Regions from separate parts of the Mus musculus genome. Here all the other regions are linked to region 3. A link is a contact called in public HiChIP or PLAC-seq and promoter capture Hi-C data. All regions are on one chromosome and are shown on one strand. Each heading gives the region's core, a stretch centred on a gene start, on an enhancer-like site or on the middle of the called end of the contact. The rest is flanking DNA. Distances are from core to core; before and after follow the strand shown.

The links. Promoter capture Hi-C pulls out the DNA fragments that hold promoters and counts their contacts. HiChIP or PLAC-seq counts read pairs in DNA pulled down with a chosen protein or histone mark.
Region 1: a contact with region 3 is called in an H3K27ac HiChIP or PLAC-seq map of extraembryonic endoderm stem cells, with 4 times the contacts expected there. The contact joins the promoter of Vill here to the promoter of Golga4 in region 3. A contact is called at or near these places in 6 of 39 promoter capture datasets (the C10 cell line, cranial neural crest, hippocampal neurons and 3 more), 3 of 115 datasets of contacts at active chromatin or transcription factors (extraembryonic endoderm stem cells, kidney and pancreatic cancer cells) and 1 of 9 other capture datasets (embryonic stem cells).
Region 2: a contact with region 3 is called in a promoter capture Hi-C map of pre-B cells, with 4 times the contacts expected there. The contact joins the promoter of Myd88 here to the promoter of Golga4 in region 3. A contact is called at or near these places in 2 of 39 promoter capture datasets (liver and pre-B cells), 2 of 115 datasets of contacts at active chromatin or transcription factors (bone marrow-derived macrophages and embryonic stem cells) and 1 of 9 other capture datasets (adipose tissue).

What each region holds. Positions count from the first base shown.
Region 1 is chr9:119,051,061-119,055,197 of GRCm38.p6, forward strand. It overlaps Vill (villin-like), which reads left to right and starts at 1,718. Exons shown (of 20, transcript NM_001164567.1): 1 at 1,718-1,768.
Region 2 is chr9:119,338,719-119,343,319 of GRCm38.p6, forward strand. It overlaps Myd88 (myeloid differentiation primary response gene 88), which reads right to left and starts at 1,300. Exons shown (of 6, transcript NM_010851.3): 1 at 914-1,300. The coding sequence starts at 1,241. Acaa1a (acetyl-Coenzyme A acyltransferase 1A) reads left to right here and starts at 2,576. Exons shown (of 12, transcript NM_130864.3): 1 at 2,576-2,967; 2 at 3,107-3,200; 3 at 4,005-4,062. The coding sequence starts at 2,797.
Region 3 is chr9:118,504,843-118,508,839 of GRCm38.p6, forward strand. Golga4 (golgi autoantigen, golgin subfamily a, 4) reads left to right here and starts at 1,476. Exons shown (of 24, transcript NM_018748.3): 1 at 1,476-1,715. The coding sequence starts at 1,644.

The DNA of each region.
Region 1 (4,137 bases), core at 468-2,967, 550 kb after region 3:
AAATCCACTGGGACCTACATAGTGGAAGGAGGAAACCAGCCCACAAGTGACCCTCTGGCCTCCATACTCCACATGGCCTCCATACTCCACACACCCCATGACTTCTGTGAAAGTTCTCTCTCTCTCTCTCTCTCTCTCTCTCTCTCTCTCTCTCTCACACACACACACACACACACACACACACACACACACACACAGAATAATAAATAAATAAATCCAAGAACAACAAAAATGTAATCCAAGTCCCTCTGGCGGCTGTGAGAAGGAAGATGCAGGACCAGGGAGGCCAAGACAGAGGGTGACTCATGCCACCAACTGGCTGAAGCTGGCTCCCAGAGCAGGGCAGTATGCAGGAAGCAATGTGACTACCCAGTCCAGGGAGAAGACCATGTTTAGGTGGGGGGTCGGGGGATGAGAGAGGGGAAGAGGCTGGGAAACCAGGGGTCTTTCACCCTTGGGCCTGGAACTTGCAAGTAAAGTGGACAATGGAGAGGGACTGAGGTCTGGGCTGTGTACACGCTGACCCTTAGAGACCCCAGAAGAGACAGATGGAGAGAGAAGAAGGGGAAGGTGTTACCGGAACCAGCCAACACTGGCCACACAGAAGTGAGAGTCCAGCAGATTGGGAAAGGGGAAAGGGGATGGTGACACGGGACATGGGGACAGGGGACAGGTGACTGAGAGCACAGAGGAAGCCCAACACTCTCTACTGTGAGCCAGACACAGGACTAGCCAAGTTCCTCGTGACACAGGCTTCCTTTACACACAGCTAACCCACAACCGTGTCTCTTGCATATGTCCATCTGTCTATCCCAACCCTCAGGAGGCTGAGGCAGGAGGACTGTGAGTTTCAGGACAGCTTGGGCTATACAGTATGACACTGTCTGACCAAAACAAAGCAAAATAAAACACATACACACACTGACCACTGGGCACAGGCTGGCCCAGAGTTTCTGGAGTGTCTAGTCCTGAGCCATGAGACTTTGTAAGTGAAGAATCCGCTGCAGAGAGAGGTCTTGCATACTGTCTGCAGGCAGGATCTAGTGGGGTTGAAGGGAAGGCATGTGCTGGCTGACGCTGGCTGTGACTGAGATCTGTGCTGTGACAGGCAGGAGGTAAAGGAAAGTTGTGTCCCAGGCATTTCTGGAAGGTTCTATTTCCAGCGTCCTCCTATCCCACAATCAGGAGTAACAGAGGGGCAGCCAGGGTGTGGAAGGGATCTCCTTGCTGTAGACTCCACCGGCCTCTCCCACGATGGATATCAGGCTCCCTGGGGACCTCTGTGCTGGGCAGCCAGCCCGAGATGGGAGGTCGGGGTCAGAAATTCTGGGAGGCAGCCCCGGGCGTTTCCTCCACCTCCTAAAATGACCTTCATATCACTTGACTCACTATGGTGGTCTGAACCTCTAGATCCAAAAGGAGCCCAACCCGCGGGGGTAGGGGGGCGGTTGCCCACTTGAGCTCCCCAATGAGAAATCGGTGTATTCCACAGTCCACCTCAGCCTTGATCAGGCCTCCACCCCTAGCCTTCTCTGCCCACTGGTACCGAAGAAGTAATCTACCAGGCCACGGGAAGGGGGCTGGCTCCCAGACGGCTTGGTCAATATTTATTGACTGACTAACTCTGAATGCCCTCCCTGTCCATGCTGCACAGAGCACGGGGTGTGTCCTGCAAGGCGGGAGCTGGGATTGAGTTACAGTTCGGAGGGAGGGGCCTAGTGTTGCCCACAGGCTGAGTGAAGGAAGGTGCAGAGGCAGTTCCCAGAAGGTAGGCCTGGACTGGGGTGGGGGTGGGGGACCCGGTAGAGGGGTTGCTGGGAACGCAGAGGGAAGGCATGGCGTTCTAGGGCTCGGGGATCATACAGCGGCTGAAGGCTGGTAGGATTGAGGGCAGCCCCACGGTGAGAACGCTTGGCTATCTGCGCGTGGGTGGAGGAGGACCACTGTGGCAAGCCAGCGTGAGAGGAAGAAGCGGCGGGTTTTGCGTGGGTGGGCTCTCTGTCACCCCCCAGAGTCAGTTCGCCTGACTCACGACCCTCCAGCAGGCTATGCCCTCCCTTCCTGGAAGTTAAGCAAAGGAATCTCGAGGTCTACCCTCAAGTACACCTTGTTCAGGAGGAGGGGTCGGCTGGAAGGGAGAAGGGTCACCTGAAGGAAGGCGACAAACGACAAGACAAGCGGCCTGGCCGCCAAGGAGACTGGGACCCCCTCCCCCCCACACACACACACACAGTGGGTTAGAGCCCCTGCGGAGAGGGGCAGAGAGAAAGCCAGTGTCGGAGAGAAAGGAACTTCACCCTGGGAAATGAGAGGGCTTCTAGGAGGGCAGGGGGTGGGGGAGATGGGGTCCCCATGGGGGATGTACTGGTAAAAGGGGACACACATGGGCTGGGGCTCTCGTGAGCCACGGGTGACTCCGTGGGAAGAGAAGAAACCTCTAGCGGGAGGGGAGGGAACACAAAGTGTAAGAGGAGTAAAGACACCCCGTGCTTTAAAGTTCTCTTGCCTCCTCTAGCAAGAGGGATGGGGGCTCAGCTCCAGTCTGACTCTCCAGGCTGTGGGTTTTGGGGCTCCTTCCCAGCCACCCCTGGGCCACTGCTGCCCCTCTCTGAGAAGCCAGGTTAGACACTGCTTCCAGCTGCCAATATGCCCTCCTCTTCTCTGTGGCCCCGAAGTTGGACGGTGTCCTTCCCACTCCACTGTGGCCCTTAGAGCTACCTGGCCACTACCTTCTGGCTCTGTGCCTCGGGTCTCTGTCTGTCTGGGTCCCTAATCATTTTCCTGTAGCTGGTTTGATGTATAGACTCTGTCCTTGCTGAAGGGTCCTGTTGCAAGTCACTATACCCACCATGGTGTGCCATGTTCTCCGTTGCTGGAAAGGACCATTGTGTGACCACTGTGCCCATCCATCATATATGTCATTGTCACACAATGACCTCAACTAGAGGTGCTGCTGGCACGCCTGGTGACTCCCTTGGTCAATCAACAACTATCTATGGACTCCTTCTGTTCCATGTCGGGAGAGCCATGCTAACAGCACACAGGCTCTCCCATGACATGCCCAGCCCACAGCCTCCTCTGCTGTGACTCAGTGTGGACAGTCCCCCGGCCACACCCTCTTTCCAGGCCACCTTGTCCTGAGCCTAGCCCTCAGGGGCCCTAAACAAAGGAGTAAAGAATTCAGGCACCTGTGGCTCTGTAACTCTTACCTCGCCAAGTCCTCTCACGGTCACATGGGGCAGCGGGTCTGAGGGTGTTCTTGCTATGGTAGAGCAGAGCTGGATGTTCAAATTAAGAGAAAGGAAGTCAGTCACTGCTGCACCAGGGCCACCCACTCAGGAGACTCAGAACCCAGTGACTGTGTCTGCTTAGCGAGCTGCCAGGACTTCAGTTAGATGTGGGAAGTTGCATTGAGGAAAAACAAAATACTTCAACTACACACCCATCCAACTCGTGGCTGCTTGCGGTTTCCAAAGGGCTGGACAGTGAAGAGATAACAGATAGTGATAACAGAATGAACCCCGTCCCATCCCCGTGGCTCCCTGCACCCCATCCCTACAGTCCCCCTGCACCCTGACCCCACAGCCCCCTGTACCCCACCCCTACAACCCCCCTGCACCCTGACCCCACACCCCCTGCACCCCATCCCCACACTCAGATTTTCAGAGCAAGGAATTTGCAGAGCCTGTGTATAGAGTTCAGCCATCTTTCAAGGCTGGATCAGGAAGGCCTATGATTCATTGACCCAACCTTCTCAGGTCACCTGAGTCTGTCGCCTGCTGCAGAATCCGTCACAGTCCTATGCAGTCTCTGTCCTGAGTTGACAGAGCTTTTGTCTTGTTTGTAGCACCCGTGGAGCAGGTTCCAGTTTTCAATCTAGATCTCTCAACAGTGCCCCTGCCCCCACTGCCCACTGTATGAGATTTGCTTTTATTCCAGGTGCTGACGCGCTAGCACAGCCTGTCCTGGCTGCAGAGCAGACAGCACCCCTGTCTAGGCGTCTGCAAAGCTTTGTCTGCTTATGGTGCCTGTCCCTGTCTAGGGACAATGGTCCCCTCCATGCTAATGTCATCAGAACTTTGTGGGTCAGATCCTAGATCCTAATCGCTGACAGGCCTGCAGGCTGCACTTAGTCAA
Region 2 (4,601 bases), core at 50-2,549, 830 kb after region 3:
AAGAGAAGGGTGTAGAGGCTCCTCCTCCCACCCCATCCCCGACACCCCCGCCCCCCATGCCCCAGGTTGCTGCTGTACACACACTCAAAATCCTGAATTAGTTTAAAGAGCCTACTTGGGGCTGGCGAGATGGCTCAGCCGGTAAGAGCACTGACTGCTCTTCCGAAGGTCCTGAGTTCAAATCCCACAACCACCCATAATGAGATCTGACGCCCTTTTCTGGTGTGTCTGCAGGCAGCTACAGTGTACTTATGTATAATAATAAATAAATGTTAAAAAAAAAATTTAAAAAGGGCCTACTTGGGCCGAGCCTTCCCCAGCCACTGGTACCATGGATGGCTCTACAAACTAACACTTCCTTTTGGACTCTCCCAAAATGAGCATCTGAGAGGACTCCAAAGTCAGCCTGCTTCTCTGAGCCTTCCTCCTGCCTTCCCTTTCTAAGGCTCTAGAGAATGGAGCCAAACTGGGCATCTAGCAGGGCACAGAGCAATCGGAGCAGAGGATTGAATGTCAGAAGGGCTCAGGCACCCAGTTAGTGCTCAATGAGAATGGTGACCCCCATCTAGCAAGGTGTACCTCACTGTGGGCGGGGCGGGGGTGTTGTGCTGAGTGCCAGTGAGTGATGGAAGGGGTCCTCACTTGTCCGGTTGATCCTGACACAACTGAGATACCGCGAGAAAAGCAGATCTTGACTCTTGGTACAACTGAAGGTCTTTGCCTAGGCTCTTTCCATCTTTCCTCAGGGTTTTTGACCCCTCTCCCAATCCCTACGCTGACCTGCATACTGACAGAAAATTCGACTGTCACTCTCTTCCTCCCTAGCGCACCCCAGAAAAAAATGAACAAGATTAATATGCCAAGGCTAGCCTCGTTGATCCTTGGCACAAAGCCAGGAAGCACGTTTCCTCACCGATGCGCGACTTCAGCTCCTTCAGTATATCCTCACGGTCTAACAAGGCCAGCAGCTCTAGCAGCCTGCCGACAGACGCGCCAGAGCGCCCCTGCCAGGCATCCAACAAACTGCGAGTGGGGTCAGGGCGCGTTTCCAGCTCTCGGATCTCCAAGTACTCGAAGCCCATCTCCTCCGCCAGCAAGGTCCAGTCGGCCGCCACGGGCGTCCGAGGGTTCAAGAACAGCGATAGGCGGCGCCTCACTCCCACGTTAAGCGCGACCAAGGGTATGGAGAACATGAAGGAGTCCAGGGACCCGGATCCCACGCGGGGGTCTCCCGCAGACATGGCAGGCAACCCTGGGCCCCCGGTGCCGTCCAGTACGCTCGCCTGTGGAGTTTCCTACTTCCCTTAAGTCTCCTGCCAGCCCCTCCTTCTTTCGCTTTCCGAGAAGCTCCGCCCTTTGCTAGAATCTAGACTACGGGGCCAGAACTACCCAGCCTAAAAGTCAACCCACTTGTGCTTCTAACGTTTGCTCACCTCCCCTCGAAGGTGTGAGAATTTATATAAACCGCCTCTGGCATCTGCCTTGGCCCACCGATCAAGGTGGATGGACTAGGCGATCTGGTAGTGGTTATTATGCATGGTTAGCTCAATCAGCCTTGTTTAGGACTTGAAGGAGTTACAGCCCTTCTGTACAGTAATTTATATTCTGGTAGTAGGGAGGGAAGAGACAGACTGGCTTCGGAAGTAGTAACCCGAAGGCTCAGTCTACCTTTAGCTATCTGATGTCACTTGTGACTCTGCTTTTTAAAGGGGAAAGCCCACGACCTTGCCCATAAATTGGCATTTAGGGTATCTTGTCCTTTGTTTTCTGAGACAAACAGCACTACCTTCCCGGGGTCTGCAAAAAACACGCGGAACCTACCACCTTACTCTTTAACGTTGGGTCTAGACCCAAGGAAGATTTTTTCGTTAATTCACTTGGTTAATCTATTTAGGTGTCAATCTCCAATACTGGGTCTCCCTCCACCCTCCACCCCCATCCCCGGGTTTAGTAGAATTCCTAGGGGAATGTGGGCACTAATGGCACTATCCCAAACAAACGTAGATCAACAGGCTTAAGACGAGTGGGGCACGTTACAGTTAGAACCTGCCTGCCGTTCAGCACCTTAATCGGTTCTTCACACCAGCCCGGAACCCAAAATTACTTTGTTTTCTGAGAGAGCTTCTGTGACAGCCAACCCGGTTGGGGCTTAACTAGGTGCCTCAACATTTTCTAGGTCCTCAGTTCTCGGTTTTGGGACCCGGGGCTGAGCACAGCAAATTTTGATGGGAGACAAGGGTCTTCTCGGGCTAGCTCAGCAGAGAAGCCATGGGCCGGGCTCCGCCTTCTACGCGGCTGCGCGCTGAGCTCAAGGGGAGGGACTCCCTTGAGGCTGAGTTCATCCTAGGAAACCAGAAGTTTGGGAAACCTCCTTCCCCAATGTCTACAAAAGGTTGTGCAAACTTGGAAGTTTCCAGTCTGCCTTTCAAGGAGGATTAAGAGTGCGCATTACGATTGGCTTCCGTAGGATTGGCGGGCGGGGCTTTGAGTGGAGAGAAAGCGTCTTAGGACGGGCGTTGGGCGGGACTCTGGGGCAAGGGGTGAGTGGGCGGCCCTCAATCAGACTCCCCTTAATCTAATTGGTTGTACCTAGGAGTGGGCAGGCCCTCTAAAGACCCCATCCTACCTCTCGCAGTATCATTCTACCGGGGTTGTGATCCCCTTTCAGGCCTTGCGACGTAGAAGGCTGTCCTGCGCCTGCGCCCGCGCCTGCGCCTGCGCCTGCGCCTGCCATCATTCCTGTTCCTAAAGCTCTGCACCCAGAACCTAAACGAGTAGGTAGGACCCACCTCCGCGATGCATCGGCTGCAGGTAGTGCTGGGCCACCTGGCCGGCCGGCCCGAGTCGAGCTCCGCGCTGCAAGCTGCGCCCTGCTCCGCTAGGTTCCCGCAGGCCTCGGCCTCCGACGTGGTGGTGGTGCACGGACGGCGCACCCCCATCGGCCGCGCCAGCCGTGGAGGCTTCAAGGTGAGGCCCCTCGGGCGGGCGAGGGGAGCAGAAGGCGGCCAGCGCGGATGGAATTCTGCCGTCGGGGGTCCGGTGACCGCAGAGTCCCCGGGCGGGGATGCGGGAGCTGGGCTCACCGCTGCTGCGCCTCGCCCTGCAGAACACCACCCCCGACGAGCTTCTGTCGGCCGTGTTGACCGCGGTTCTCCAGGACGTGAGGCTAAAGCCTGAGCAGCTGGGAGACATCTCCGTGGGTGAGCTCCCCTGCGGGTCCTGCACCGGCCCTCCCCCGCCCTCCTCCCGAAGCTTCACTTTCTCTCCGAGAACCTGGGTTTCACTGAGCAAGACTACAGACTCCACCGATTTAAGTGGGATGGTTGAAGGACCCTTTTACAGGGTTCGCCTAAGATCATCGGAAAACACAAATATCTACATTACGATACTTAACAGTAGCGGAATTACAGTTCTGATGTAGCAATGAAAAATAACTTTATGGCTGGGGGTCACCACAGAAGCCTAGATGTTCCTGGAGACTGCAGGAGGTGAGAAAACGCAGTTCTCTACCTACATGGTGTCCTGGGTTACAGGTGCAGATGGATTCACCCCCACCCTGTCCTAACCCCTGCTTTACCTGAACTAGAACATAGAGTAGGACACGGTCTTGTCCCGAGGTGCCAGCCTGTTCCTCGTCCCTGCAGCAACGCAGGGCTTGGCGGAGGACACTTGGGGAGGTGAGCAGTTGCAGACTCCCTTTGCCCATGGCTCTGCACAGTGTCTCTTACTCTAGAGTCTCTCCTGTTACCAGGCAAGCCCTTGCCCCCAAGCCTGTGATTTAGAGGAGCATGCTCTGGCCCTCCATCACTGGACAGGTGGATGACAAGCTGTTGGGTAGCTGTCTCCCTATTTTCCACACACTGAACTTTTATAGTTTCACATGAGCCTGGGAAAACCCTAAAGTGATCCGGAAGAAAGATCTGGAATGTCTCTTCTCTGGGACTCCCAGCTGAACCCTAGTATGCAGGACACTACTTGGTACTGAATACGTTTTCTATCTACAGGCAATGTTCTTGAGCCAGGAGCCGGGGCTGTCATGGCACGCATCGCCCAATTTCTGAGGTAACTCTTTTCCCTCTGGTAGGGATTAACCAGTCTGTAGGTGACAGGTTATCAGATTGGATACTCGATACCAAGTCAGCCAGAATCCTTGGACCCAACATTGCTCCTGCTTTGAAGGGTGTGTTACCCGGCCCAGAGGCAGGGACTGGAGCAAAGGTGACCAGGTGTTTCCCAAAGCCAGCTTGTTTACCCTTTGGAGGCATGGACTCTGTCCTCACGTGGCAGATTAATAATCACGTGACCACTTGATCAGGGCCTTTTCTTCATTTCCTAGTTGAGCCACTTAAGAACCCCAGGCTCAGTCAGTTATCAGAAGCTTGAGGGGAGGGGTGGGGAAGCCAGGGTCCCTGGTCATCTTGGCCTTCCAGGTGAGGAAACAGTCGTCCAGTTACTTCCAGGTGTAGATTAAAACCCACCTCCCTTAGTTCTTCCTACCACGTGGGTGAGAAACAGTAGCAACAGTAGCCAGAGTCAGAACAGGGAAAAACCTTCCCTCTAGAGATGTGGGATGGGTCGGCTTAGCCTCCTAGTTCCTCTTG
Region 3 (3,997 bases), core at 226-2,725:
GTAGGTGGTGTTGGGTTGTATAAGAAAGCAAGCTGAGCGATCCACTGGGAACAGGACAGCAAGCACCACTCCCCCTTTGGCTCTGCTTCAGTTCTTGTCTCCAGCTTTCTGACTTGAATTCTTGCAGGCAAACTAAGACAAGGTAGTATATATGCCCAGAGACAGGACTCCTTCACTTAGGTTTTTGACTACGAATCTCCTCCTCTGGCATGTGACTGGCATTGGAAGTCTTGTGGGACTGAGGCCTAAACCTGTGGATCTGGTTTTCTCTGTCTCTCTGTCTCTCTCTCTGTCTCTGTCTGTCTCTGTCTGTCTCTGTCTGTCTCTGTCTGTCTCTGTCTCTGTCTCTGTCTCTGTCTCTCTCTCTCTCTCTCTGAGTCAGGGTGTCCCTATGTAACATAGGCCCATCTGGCCTGGAACTCGGAGATCACCTGGCCTCAGCCTCCCAGGTGCTGGGATTAAAGGTGTACACCCCCATGCACCAGTTCTTAATGTTCTGTTCAAAGAATCAGAACTGAATGGATGCCATCCAGGTAGTAGCTTGTGCAGAACCCAGAGTTTCGAGGTCATATGGGTCTTTGTGAGCAGAGGTTTCAGAAATATTCTATGTTGTGCAAGTGTAGGGGGTTCTCAGCAGATGGAAAAGTCTAGGTAGGGGAAGACAGCTCCTTTGGAGTGCAGCCACAGATATTAAGCACTAAAGGCAGATAATTCTGACTAGGCAGAAAATTGTGCACCTGTAGGCCTCAGCTATTCTGGAGGCAGGAAAATCACTTTAGTTAACAAATTCAAGGCCAGTCTGCCTAATTCAGCCAGACTATTTATGTTTGAGACAGGATCTCACTGTAGCTCAGACTGGCCTTAAATTCATATAGGCAAGAATGACCTTGAACTTCTCGTCCTACTGCTTCTACCTCTGGATGCTGGGATTACAGGTATACACCATCACACCCAGTTTATGCGATGCTGAGGCTAGAGCCAATCCTTCCTGCATATGCTAGGTAAACAAACGTTCTACACCCTCAGCCCCAGATTTTCTCTTTAAACCAACCAACCAACCAACCAATGAACCAATGAACCAACGAACCAACTAGCTGGCCAACCAGCGAACCAACTAGTCATCTATACCATCCAACCCACTATCCAAAAACCTTTCGAGAGAATTCTAAACGATCGTGCCACACGACACTGAATACACTTCTGCATTCCTAGCTCTATCCTCTCTCACCCCAGCCTTCTTCACTGTGGTGCTCAGTGGTGGGATGCTCCCTATTTGACAGCACAGCTCCAAGACTCCCGCTAGAGTCAGCGCAGACGCCACTGTGCACGCGCGTTCACCCGCACCGCCTCCATATTGTCCGCCGCGGCGCTCCGTAGCAAGCCCCTGGCAAGCTCCACGTCGACCGCGCAGGCGCCCGGGGCGCGTTCACCTGCTGCCGTTGTCGCCGCCGCCGCCGCCGCTGACGGGGCTGGATGGGGGGCCGAGGCCAGCCAGGGGCACCCAGAAAGAAGAGACGCGGCGGCGGCGACGCCGACACCCGCACGACGAGCGCCCCGAGGTGCCCGCCAGCTCCACAGGAAGGCGGCGAGGCCCGGGCCCGGCCGCCCCGCGGGTAGAGACGCTGCCGGCCCCTCGCCGCGCCATGTTCAAGAAGCTGAAGCAGAAGATCAGCGAGGAGCAGCAGCAGCTGCAGCAGGCGTTAGCCCCTGCTCAGGTACGTCGTCCCCCTGCGCCGAGGCCCGGGAAGCGGGCGAAAGTTCCCCATGACCTTTGACCTCCGCCCCAGGAACACCCCCCCCCCCCAAACCGTAGCCCTGGAAGGTTTGGGACCACCCAGCCGGTGTAGGAACCCTGGCCTGGTTTCTCCCAAAACTCCGTCCCTGTGCAGGGTGACGGGACCGGTCGGGACATTTGACTTCGGAGTTTCCCCTCTAAGGACCGACCCGGTCTGACAGATGGGTGCGATGGGTTCGGGTCCTGCGTGGGGAGCTTCTCTCGCCCGTCAGAGACCCTGACTCTAGAGTGGTGACGGGGGCGGGGCAACCCAGATCCTTTGTGATATGTGACCTCTGCCCTCTGCCCCATATATGACCAATGTCCTCTGGGTTCCCTGGACATCGCACCCGGAATGACCAGGTCCCTGTAAGTCTCCTGCTTCCAAACCCTGATCGAGGCAGAGAGTCGAGCCTGCCCGGGCCAGGCTGCTCGCAGGAGCCGAGGGCGGCGGTCCAGCGACCAAGCCTGTCACGAGTTAGTCACTTCGTGTAACTTGGGTGATGGCGGACAGGGCTCAGGGGCAGACACTGAACGGGACGGGCACCGAGCCTGTCAGCAACCGGGCTCTTGCATCTTTTCTGGAAGGTCGTTGCTTTTTAAGGGAGTATGGTTTCGGGCTGGGAAAAGGGGGCGTGTTCGTGTTAGAAACAAACTACCCCTCTCCAGCACTCAGGGTGTGAAGGACGGGAGGGGAGGGTTTCTGCTGAATCTCTCCCCAGTCTCCCTGAATATCAGTAGATTGAACACGAACGTCTTTTCTTTTATGGTTAGAAACCTGGAAAGCCCATGGCTCAAGAAAGGTCGTAGTTTGGCTAAGTGGGAAGCAGTTTGGGTGTTTAAATATAACGACCCAGCATTCTGTTTCTAGAAACATAGTCTGAGAAGATTTAGGATGCAAAAACATTTAGTTACACGATTTCTTTTTTCTTGTGTGCGCGCGTGGGCAGGTGGCAGCCAGAAGACAACCATGGTGTCGTCATTCCTCATCCCTCGGGCTTTATTCTTTTTATTTTACTATTTAAAAAAGATTTCTGGATTTCTTTATGTGAGTGTCTTGTCTGTCTGTATGTCTGTACACTGTGTGAGGCCAGAAGATAGTGTTGGATCCCAGGGAACTTGTCATGCATGGTTGAACCATTATGTGGGTTGGTCCTCTGCAAGAGCAACAATTGCTCTTAACCTCTGAGCCATTTCTCCAGCACACCCCCTGGCCTGGAACTCACCAAATAGGCTGGGCTCAATGGCCAGCAGGCCGAGGGAATCCACCTTTCTGCCTCCTGAGCACTGGGGTACAAGAGTGTGCCACCACAGCTGTCTTTTTTAACCTGGATTCTGAGATGGAAACTCAGGCAAGCATTTTACCATCTGAACTGTCTTGCTAGCCCTGGCGCTGTTTTAATGGTAGCACTCTGGGGCCAGTAAAGAATTGGCTGGATACATTCTTACCAGGGGGCTGATTATTATACAGCGCTAAAAAGAAACAACGTTGATTTGGATCTCTGCTCCACATTTATTTAGTAGTTAGTATAGATTACTTAGACCTCATAAACCTATGAGGTAAATATTATTCCTCCTATAGATGAAAATGTGATGAGACCCAAAGGCAACTGCTACATAGAATCAGAGCTGCAGGCAAATATTGTCTACATAGACTGAGAGATGCTACAAGAGACAAATTAAGTGCAGCATATGAATTGTGACCCACTTTTTATGGCAATAAGAAATGTATTTTTAGGAGTGAAGCACAGCAATCTTCCACTGTAGCACTATAGACCCTCCCACTCCAGACTCACCCCCAGGGAGTGAGGGAAGCTTCTGCTCTACACCGCAGCGCATCCTTCAGGCCTTTGGCCTTATCTGTGTACTTTGTCCTTATCCCCATCTTACTTTGTTATTGTTGCCCTGCCTGAAGCCTCATTGTTCGGGAGAGAAGCCTGATGTTCCTGCCACTGGCAGTGTAGAGAGAGACAGGAGAGCTCAGGGCTTGTGAGTTTCTGAGCTTGCCTCTTTATTTTTAAATAAAGATATTATATTTAAAGCTGGCTCATACCTTTTGCTTTAAGACCTGAGGCTTTCTAAGAATCTGGGATGAACGCTGCTTTGTTTCCATGGCAGCAGTACCTTGTGTGGGTCCTGGCGTTGCAGTACCTCAGCTCTGCTGAACTTGGTACCGCTTCTGCTTCTCGTTCATCTCCAGTCTTCTGAAAATTGCTTGAGACT